2 separate regions of the Canis lupus genome follow, and region 1 is linked to region 2. A link is a contact called in public Hi-C data. All regions are on one chromosome and are shown on one strand. Each heading gives the region's core, a stretch centred on a gene start, on an enhancer-like site or on the middle of the called end of the contact. The rest is flanking DNA. Distances are from core to core; before and after follow the strand shown.

Region 1 (3,772 bases), core at 993-3,492, 760 kb before region 2:
GAGCATATATCAATTCATCATCAGGAATGCAAATCAAAATCATGATGAGATACCACCTTACATCTATCAGAGTGGTTAAAATTAACAACACAGGAAACAACAGGTGTTGGCCAGGATGCAGAGCAAGGGGAACCATCTCACACTGTTGGTGGGAATGCACACTGGTGCAGCCATTCTGGAAGACAGTATGGAGGATCCTCAAAAAGTTAAACATAGAACTACTCTATGATCCAGCAAATTGCACTACTAGGTATATATCCAAAGGATACAAAAATACAGATTTGAAGCACCCTGATGTTTATAGCAGCATTATCAACAATAGCCAAACAATGGAATGGGAAGAGCCCAAATGCCCATCAACTGATAAATGGATAAAGAAGATGTGAGATTATATATCTCAAAAAGTTGCCCAGGCCATTCCAGCACCTGGAATGTGGGGATTTCATATATATATTTCATATATATATATATAATCCTCACAGGCTGGAGTCTGGATAGCATGGGGCTGATGCCTAATATATATATATATATATATATGTATATATATATGTAAATAATATGTATATATCACTCAGCCATCAAAAAGAATGAAATCTTGCTATTTATAATGACATGGTTGGAGCTAGAATGTATTGTTATGTGAGAAAAGTCAGTCAGAGAAAGACAATAAACCAAATGATTTCACTCATATGTGGAATTTAAGAAAAAAAATAGATGAACATATGGGAAGGGGGAAAAAAGAGAAGGGGAGGAAACAAACCATAAGAGACTCTTTTTTTTTTTTTTTTTTTTAGAGACTCTTAACAGAGAACAAAGGGAGGGTTGCCAGAGGGAGGTGGGTGGGGGATGGGCTAGATGAGTGATGGGCATTAAGGAGGGCACTTGTTATGATGAGTACTGGGTGTTATATGTAAGAGATGAATCACTAAATTCTACATCTAAAACCAGTTTTATCATACATGTTAACTAATTAGAATTTAAATAAAAACTTAAAATGAATAAATAAATCAGAGATGTTTACCTTTATGTTCTATGACAAAGGTAGACTTCTAAGAATACCATTTATCTCAGTAAGATTAACTGAAGTTCAAAAAAAAAAAAAAAAGAAAATGCTGAGCATAGATTATGAAGAATAAAAGTAGATTGTAAAACAGAATTCATACTTCTCTTTTGTTAAAAATACATATTCTTTTTTTTGTTTATTATTTATGATAGTCACACAGAGAGAGAGAGAGAGAGAGAGAGGCAGAGACACAGGCAGAGGGAGAAGCAGGCTCCATGCACCGGGAGCCCGACGTGGGATTCGATCCTGGGTCTCCAGGATCGCGCCCTGGGCCAAAAGCAGGCGCTAAACCGCTGCGCCACCCAGGGATCCCAAAAATACATATTCTATTTATAGAAAATAAATTCTCTAAAGATCAACAGAGTCTATCTGGGTGGTGGGATTATGATTACAGGTGACTCTCTCCTCCTTTCGGTCTTTATATATTTTTCTAAATCTTCTATAGTCAATAGCTTTCATAACAAGAAAAAAATTCCTTGCTACACACCACTGCCTTTTAAAAAATGCTAAACTATACACTCATTATAAAAAATTCAGAAGATTCAGGCACCTTGAATTGACATGTGATAACACCGAAGGTCCTTCTGGACCTCTTTCCATACACGCATGCATATTTAATTGAAAGAGAATCCTCAGGGCACCCGGGTGGCTCAATGGTTGAGCGTCTGCCTTTGGCTCAGGTCATGATCCTGGGATCGAGTCCCGCATTAGGCTCCCTGCTTAGTGGGGAGCCTGTTGCTCCCTCTGCCTGTGTCTCTGCCTCTCTCTTTGTGTCTCTCATGAATAGATAAAATCTAAAAAAAAAAAAAAAAAAAGAAAGAAAGAAAGAAAGAAAGAAAGAAAGAAAGAAAGAAAGAAAGAAAGAAAGGAAGGAAGAAGAAAGAGAATCCTCACAGGCCGGAGTCTGGATAGCACTGGGCTGATGCCAGTGACATGACAGTCCAGGTGAGCATAATGCTGGTCCCATGGCCAGAAAATCCTGTGCAGGCCCTGGTTCCTGGGAGGGTTGAAGGACCCTGGGAGGTATCCCCCCAACACCCCAAAGCTCTATGTCTGCCCACTGCTGTGTCTGCTTTGTGGGAGACCCATCACCTGGTGGCACCCGAGGTCACAGACACATACTTTGGGGATCATGATGCCATAGGAAAGGAGGCAGCCCTCGTTGTGGAGAATCTGGCCCTGGAGCGTCAGGGCCTTATGGCTTGGGAGAGGAGGAAGATGGACATTTCCTCATTCTCTGTTTGTGTTCTTTGAGTTGATTCAGCTCCAGGGAATTTTTTTGGCCAAGTTCAAAATAACTCTTCATGATCTGTTCAGTGCAAATGCAGTTGATTTATGGTGTTGCTGACCTTTGATTCATTGGCAAAGCACTGCCTGGGGCCCTGGGGAGCTGTTCCTTTGCTTGTTTACCCAGGGTGATTTAGGAGCTGCAGTGCCAAGAAGGTTTTCCTATTTCTTCCACCCTAGGACCTGACCGCGTGACCCCTGCCCCCAGAGCTCACACCCTGGTGGGGCGCAGCCTCAGATTTTGTACAGAGTGACGGTTATCTTTTGGATGCCCTGGACCACGTCACTCAGTCTCTGGCTTTTAATCCCTTTGAAGAAGGCCCCAGAGAAACTCCCCAAAGCAGCTTCTCACACTGCACTCTGCCACTGGCAGGCCAGCGTCTCCCCCATCTTCTTTGGGCTCCTGCTCCTCCATTGTGGAGGGGCTGCTGGGGAGTCAAATGAATTATTATTATTGATGCTGACAGGGTAGCCTCCTTACAGAGTCTGCGAGCACAGCCCGGGCCTGCAACCCCTGATGTGAACCACTGGTATATGCAACACGAATAAGTCTCAGAATAATCATGCTGAAAGAAGCCGGTCAGACAAGAGTACGTACTGTATGATTCCATTTATACAAAACTCTAGAAAATGTCAACTAAGCTTCCGTGCCAGAAAGTAGAGGAAAGGTTACCTGGAGATAGAGGAGTGGGGGAGTGGGGGGGGGGGAGGGATTGCCGAGGGAGGGATTGCCAAGGGAGTGATGACTATGTCATCCTCTTGATGATTTCATAAGTGTGTGCAGATGTCAAAACTCCTCAATTGTGCACTTTATTTTTTTTAAGATTATATTTATTTATTTGGAAGAGAGAGAGAATGAGAGAGAGAGCATGACAGCAGGAGCAGGGGGACAGTCAGAGGGAGAAGCAGATTCCCCACTGAGCAGGGAGCTCAACGCCAGGCTTGATCCCAAGGTCCCAGGATCATGACCTGAGCTGAAGGCAGAGCCACCCAGGTGCCCCAGTTGTACACTTTAAATATTTGAAGTTTATAGTATGTCAATTATACCTTAGTAAAGCTCTTTACTTATTATTTTTTTGAGTGAGAGCATGTGCTTTGGGGGTGGGGAGGGGCAGAGGGAGAGGGAGAGAGAGAATCTTAAGCAGACCTCATGCCCAGCACAGAACCTGGCATGGGGCTGGATTTCATGACACTGAGATGACCTGAGCCAAAATCAAGAGTTGGACGCTCAAGCAACTGAGCCACCCAGGCGACCCAGTAAAGTTCTTTAAAAGAAAAAGAAACCTGCGCAGAAAATGTGTTCCTAGAAGAACTAATTCTGGATGGTTTGATGATGACCATAGAGCTGGTCCCAGCTTCTCCTTGTCACCCTCCTGTCTTGTACTGAGCCCAGCAGAAGGTGTCCATGCCTCATCTGTGTGC
Region 2 (3,975 bases), core at 375-2,874:
CGAAGGACCCAAGCTTTCATCTACCCTTCTGATTCCCCCCCTCTGCAGGTGGGCTTTTGTCCCTTGACTGGTGTCACATGGGGTGCCATCATGTCAGGCTCTCACCCCTTTATGACCAAAGAGCAGAAGGAGGGTCTTGCCCTCATTGGTGAGGGAAATATTACCCCAAAGACCATGGTCAACTTCGCCTGTATCATCATTGCCCAGAAGTGGCTGCAAGGGAGGCTATTGAAGGGAGGACCCAAAGAAGAAGAAAATTGTTCTGAGCCAATCAGGAGTCATCTCCTGGGGCTGGGAATAGGGAGGCCAAACAAATCTGAGATTTTGGCATAAGAAGGGGAATGGCATTTGGGTAAAGGTTAGTGGGGTGATCTGAGCCTTTTCTCCCATTCTCCTCTTTTCCCAGGTGACAACACCAAGGCGGAGTACTGGAGGCACCCACCCAGGGTCACAGAGCAAACACAGAGCCAGCATGTGCTCCCTCCACGCTGGTCACTGTCTTCTCTATGGTCATCCCAACACAGAAAACCAAGTACTGGTGGTTCTGTTCAAATTCTGAAGGCCCTCATCTCACTGATGGTACTCGTAGTTCTTAACTCTCACTCTGTGTCAGAGTATTATGAGGAGAACTTTAAAACAAGGAAAGAAAATGAATGTCCATCTTCTATCCCATGAGATGCAGATTCAACTGGTTTGGGGTGGGGCCCCAAAGACCTACTTTTCAAAAGCTTTTGAGGCATAGTGGTGTGTTTTTAACGGGTTAGCTTGGCTGGGCTATTGTTATACTGTGTTCTCCCCAAAATTCATTATGTCAGGACCTTACCCCCCACCCTGCCCCCGCAGTATGATGGTATCAGGAGGTGGGGCTTTTAGGGGTAATTAGGTTTAGATTAGTCCTGAGACTGGAGCCCTCAGGAATGGGATTAGTGTCTTTATAAGACATGAGACAGCTTGCTGCTTCTCTCTTTCCCCAAGAATACAGTGAGAAGTCAGTAGTCTGCAACCTGGAAGAGGACTCTGACCAGAACCTGACTGCGCTGGCCCTCTGATCTCAGGCTTCCAGCCTCCAGAACTGTGAGAAATAAGATTTCGGTTGTTGCTAAACCACTCAGTCTGTGGCATTCTGTTATAACAGCCGGAATTCATGAGGACAGCTACAGTCCCCGGTTAGTCAACTAAACACTAACTCAGGTGTTGCTGCGAAGGTATTTGTGGCTGTGATTCTAGTCCATAATCAGTTGACTTTAAGGGAGTCTGATCTGGGTGGGCCTGACCCGGTGTGTTGAAAGGCCTCAAGAGCAGAGCGGAGGATTCCTGGTGAAGTGGACACCGCGGCCTGCAGACAGCAGCTGCCGCCTGGCCTCCCTGACATCACATCCTCTGGGTTCAGGCTTGCCTGTCCAGGCTCCACAGTCACAAAAGCTCATCTGTGCCCTGAAGATGCATCTCCCGCGGGTTCTGCTCCTCTGGTTGAACCCAGACTGATAGGCCAGGTGATTTCAATATGCTGCTCAGGCTGAGACCAGGGAATATTCGGCAGTGGTTAAAGCCAAAGGGCGTGGGGACCAAACTGCTCCAGGCCAGCGCTCATCTCTCTGCCTACCCCTGTGTGAGGCCCTGGGGCTGTGAACGGGGATGGGGTCGCGTCTAGGCAGCCACAGAGGTGCAGGCCGGATGCTTCGGCGCCTGGAAGCTCAGCGCGCGTCCGCAGGGGAGGCGGCGGCGGCTCTTCATTCGCGGGGATGAAATGCCATTCAAACAGCGACGAGTCTGGTTTCCCACCTCATCGACACCTGAGGTTTGGGGCTTCGTTTTCGGGTCACCTGACGCGTCCTTCCCGAGCCTGTTCCGGGCGGCGGGAAGGCACTTGGCGCGCGGCCCCTCAGGTGCAGCCCGGGGGGGTGGGGGGGCAGGTGCAGCCCGGGGGGGGGGCAGGTGCAGCCCGGGGGGGGGGCAGGTGCAGCGGGGGGGGGGGGCAGGTGCACCCGGGGGGGCAGGTGCAGCCCGGGGGGGGGCAGGTGCACCCGGGGGGCAGGTGCACCCGGGGGGGCAGGTGCAGCCCGGGGGGGGCAGGTGCAGCCCGGAGGGCAGGTGCAGCCCGGGGGGTGGGGGGGCGCAGGTGCAGCCCGGGGGGCAGGCGCCCCGCCCCGGGAGTCAAGGAGTGAAAGGCTGGAGCCAGGAGCGCCACGGGGTGTCTCACAGCGGCCCGGGACCAACATTCTCCGATGCGCCCTCGGCTGGAAGGCGCCGGGCGTCTGGCGAGCAGGACAGCGGTGAAAACGCTGCTGCGCCTCCCGCCGCCGCTTTTCCTCCGGGCGCCGAGCCCCGCTGCTCCCTCCAGCGGCGCTGCGCGGGCGCTCGCTCCCCGGGGTCCGGTGCGGCTCAGCCTGGCGCACGAGAGCCCCCTGGTGGCCGCACGCCGCGGCGACTGCTCCTGCTTCTGCTGTGGTCCGGGGTCCTTGCCTTTGCTGCTGCTCACAGGCCCCGGTGAAGCTTTTTTTTTTTTTTTTTTTAATTGGAGTTCAGTTTGCCAACATATAGCATAACACCCAGTGCTCATCCCGCCAAGTGCCCCCCTCAGTGCCCGTCACCTGGTCACCCCTAACCTGCCCACCTCCCCTTCCACTACCCCTTGTTCGTTTCCCAGAGTTAGGAGTCTCTCATGTTCTGTCCCCCTCACTGATATTTTCACTCATTTTCTCTCCTTTCCCTTTATTCCCTTTCATTATTTTTTATATTCCCCAAATGAATGAGACCATATAATGTTTGTCCTTCTCCGATTGCCTTATTTCACTCAGCATAATACCCTCCAGTTCCATCCACGTTGGAGCAAATAGTGGGTATTTGTCGTTTCTAACAGCTGAGGAATATTCCATTGTATACATAGACCACATCTTCTTTATCCATTCATCTTTCGATGGACACCGAGGCTCCTTCCACAGTTTGGCTAAGCCTTTGACAGGTGGAGAAGATCGGCCGCTTTACCGACTTACTGTCACCAGCCATCTCTGTGTGACCTCAGCCGCTCCTGTCACCTCTCGGGGTCCTGTCTCCTCACCTATAAACTGGGAGGGTTGAAATAGATCCTCTGGGTTTTGACATTGAGGATTCAAGAACTTGTGATTCACAGACAGTCACTCATTCAACAAATACAAATGTGTCGAGTGCAGAGGTTCAGACTGGTTAGAGAGCAAACCTGTGCATTCCTGGGCCTTACACTGTAGCAGGAGGGGACAGGTGATAAGCAACATAGAGAAGAAAGTAAGTAATATGTCAGAAAATGATCCATGCTACCGCTGAAGACAGAGCAGAGAGGCAATCAGGAGTGACAGCAATGGTGAAGTCAGGACGGGGCTCTGGCCAGTCAGCTGGAGCAGAGACCTGGAGGACAAAGGTGGGGGGAGGCAGTCATTCAGATTTGGCTGGGGGGGGGGAGCGGGGGGCTGGCTCTACCGTCACTCCAGATGGAGGAAAGCACCCTACGAAGACCCAAAGCACAAGCCTGACTGATGGATTTGAGGACAAATAAGAAGGCTTGTGTTGGTGACTTAGCCAGCTGGGAGGGTATGATGGTGGGGTTGGGGAGACCAGATAGGAAAGAAGGGTTGATTCCATAGAACCCTGCAGGCCACTGTGAGGAGTCTATCCTTGACTCTTAAAGAAAGAAGCCACTAGAGGGTTTTGAGCAGAGGAATGACATGATCTGCCTTATGTTCTAACAGGGTCTTAGTCTGTTCAGGCTGCTAAAATAAAACACCATCAGGGCCCCTGGGTGGTTCAGTCAGTTAAGTGTCTGACTCTTGATGTCGGCTCAGGTCATGATCTCAGGGTCGTGAGATCGAGCCCAGCATCAGGCTCCATGCTCAGCACAGAGTCTGCTTGGGAGTCTCTCTTCCCCAATCACATACTCTCTCTCAAATAAATAAAATAAATCCTTTAAAAAAAAAAAAAACATTGTAGACTGAGAGACTTAAA

The links. Hi-C and Micro-C count contacts between places; a contact is called where the count stands out from the background.
Region 1: a contact with region 2 is called in a Hi-C map of amygdala, with 8 times the contacts expected there. The contact joins two enhancer-like sites. A contact is called at or near these places in 4 of 9 Hi-C or Micro-C datasets (amygdala, blood and skin fibroblasts).

The regions. Positions count from the first base shown.
Region 1 is chr1:40,504,366-40,508,137 of UU_Cfam_GSD_1.0, reverse strand. No RefSeq gene overlaps it. Among named protein-coding and RNA genes, the nearest start is that of ZC3H12D, 31 kb to the left of the region's middle. Within about 2 kb of position 2,242, at least 7 of the 20 cell types and tissues checked have an H3K27ac peak or open chromatin away from gene starts, as enhancers often do.
Region 2 is chr1:39,747,685-39,751,659 of UU_Cfam_GSD_1.0, reverse strand. No RefSeq gene overlaps it. Among named protein-coding and RNA genes, the nearest start is that of UST, 140 kb to the left of the region's middle. Within about 2 kb of position 1,624, at least 5 of the 20 cell types and tissues checked have an H3K27ac peak or open chromatin away from gene starts, as enhancers often do.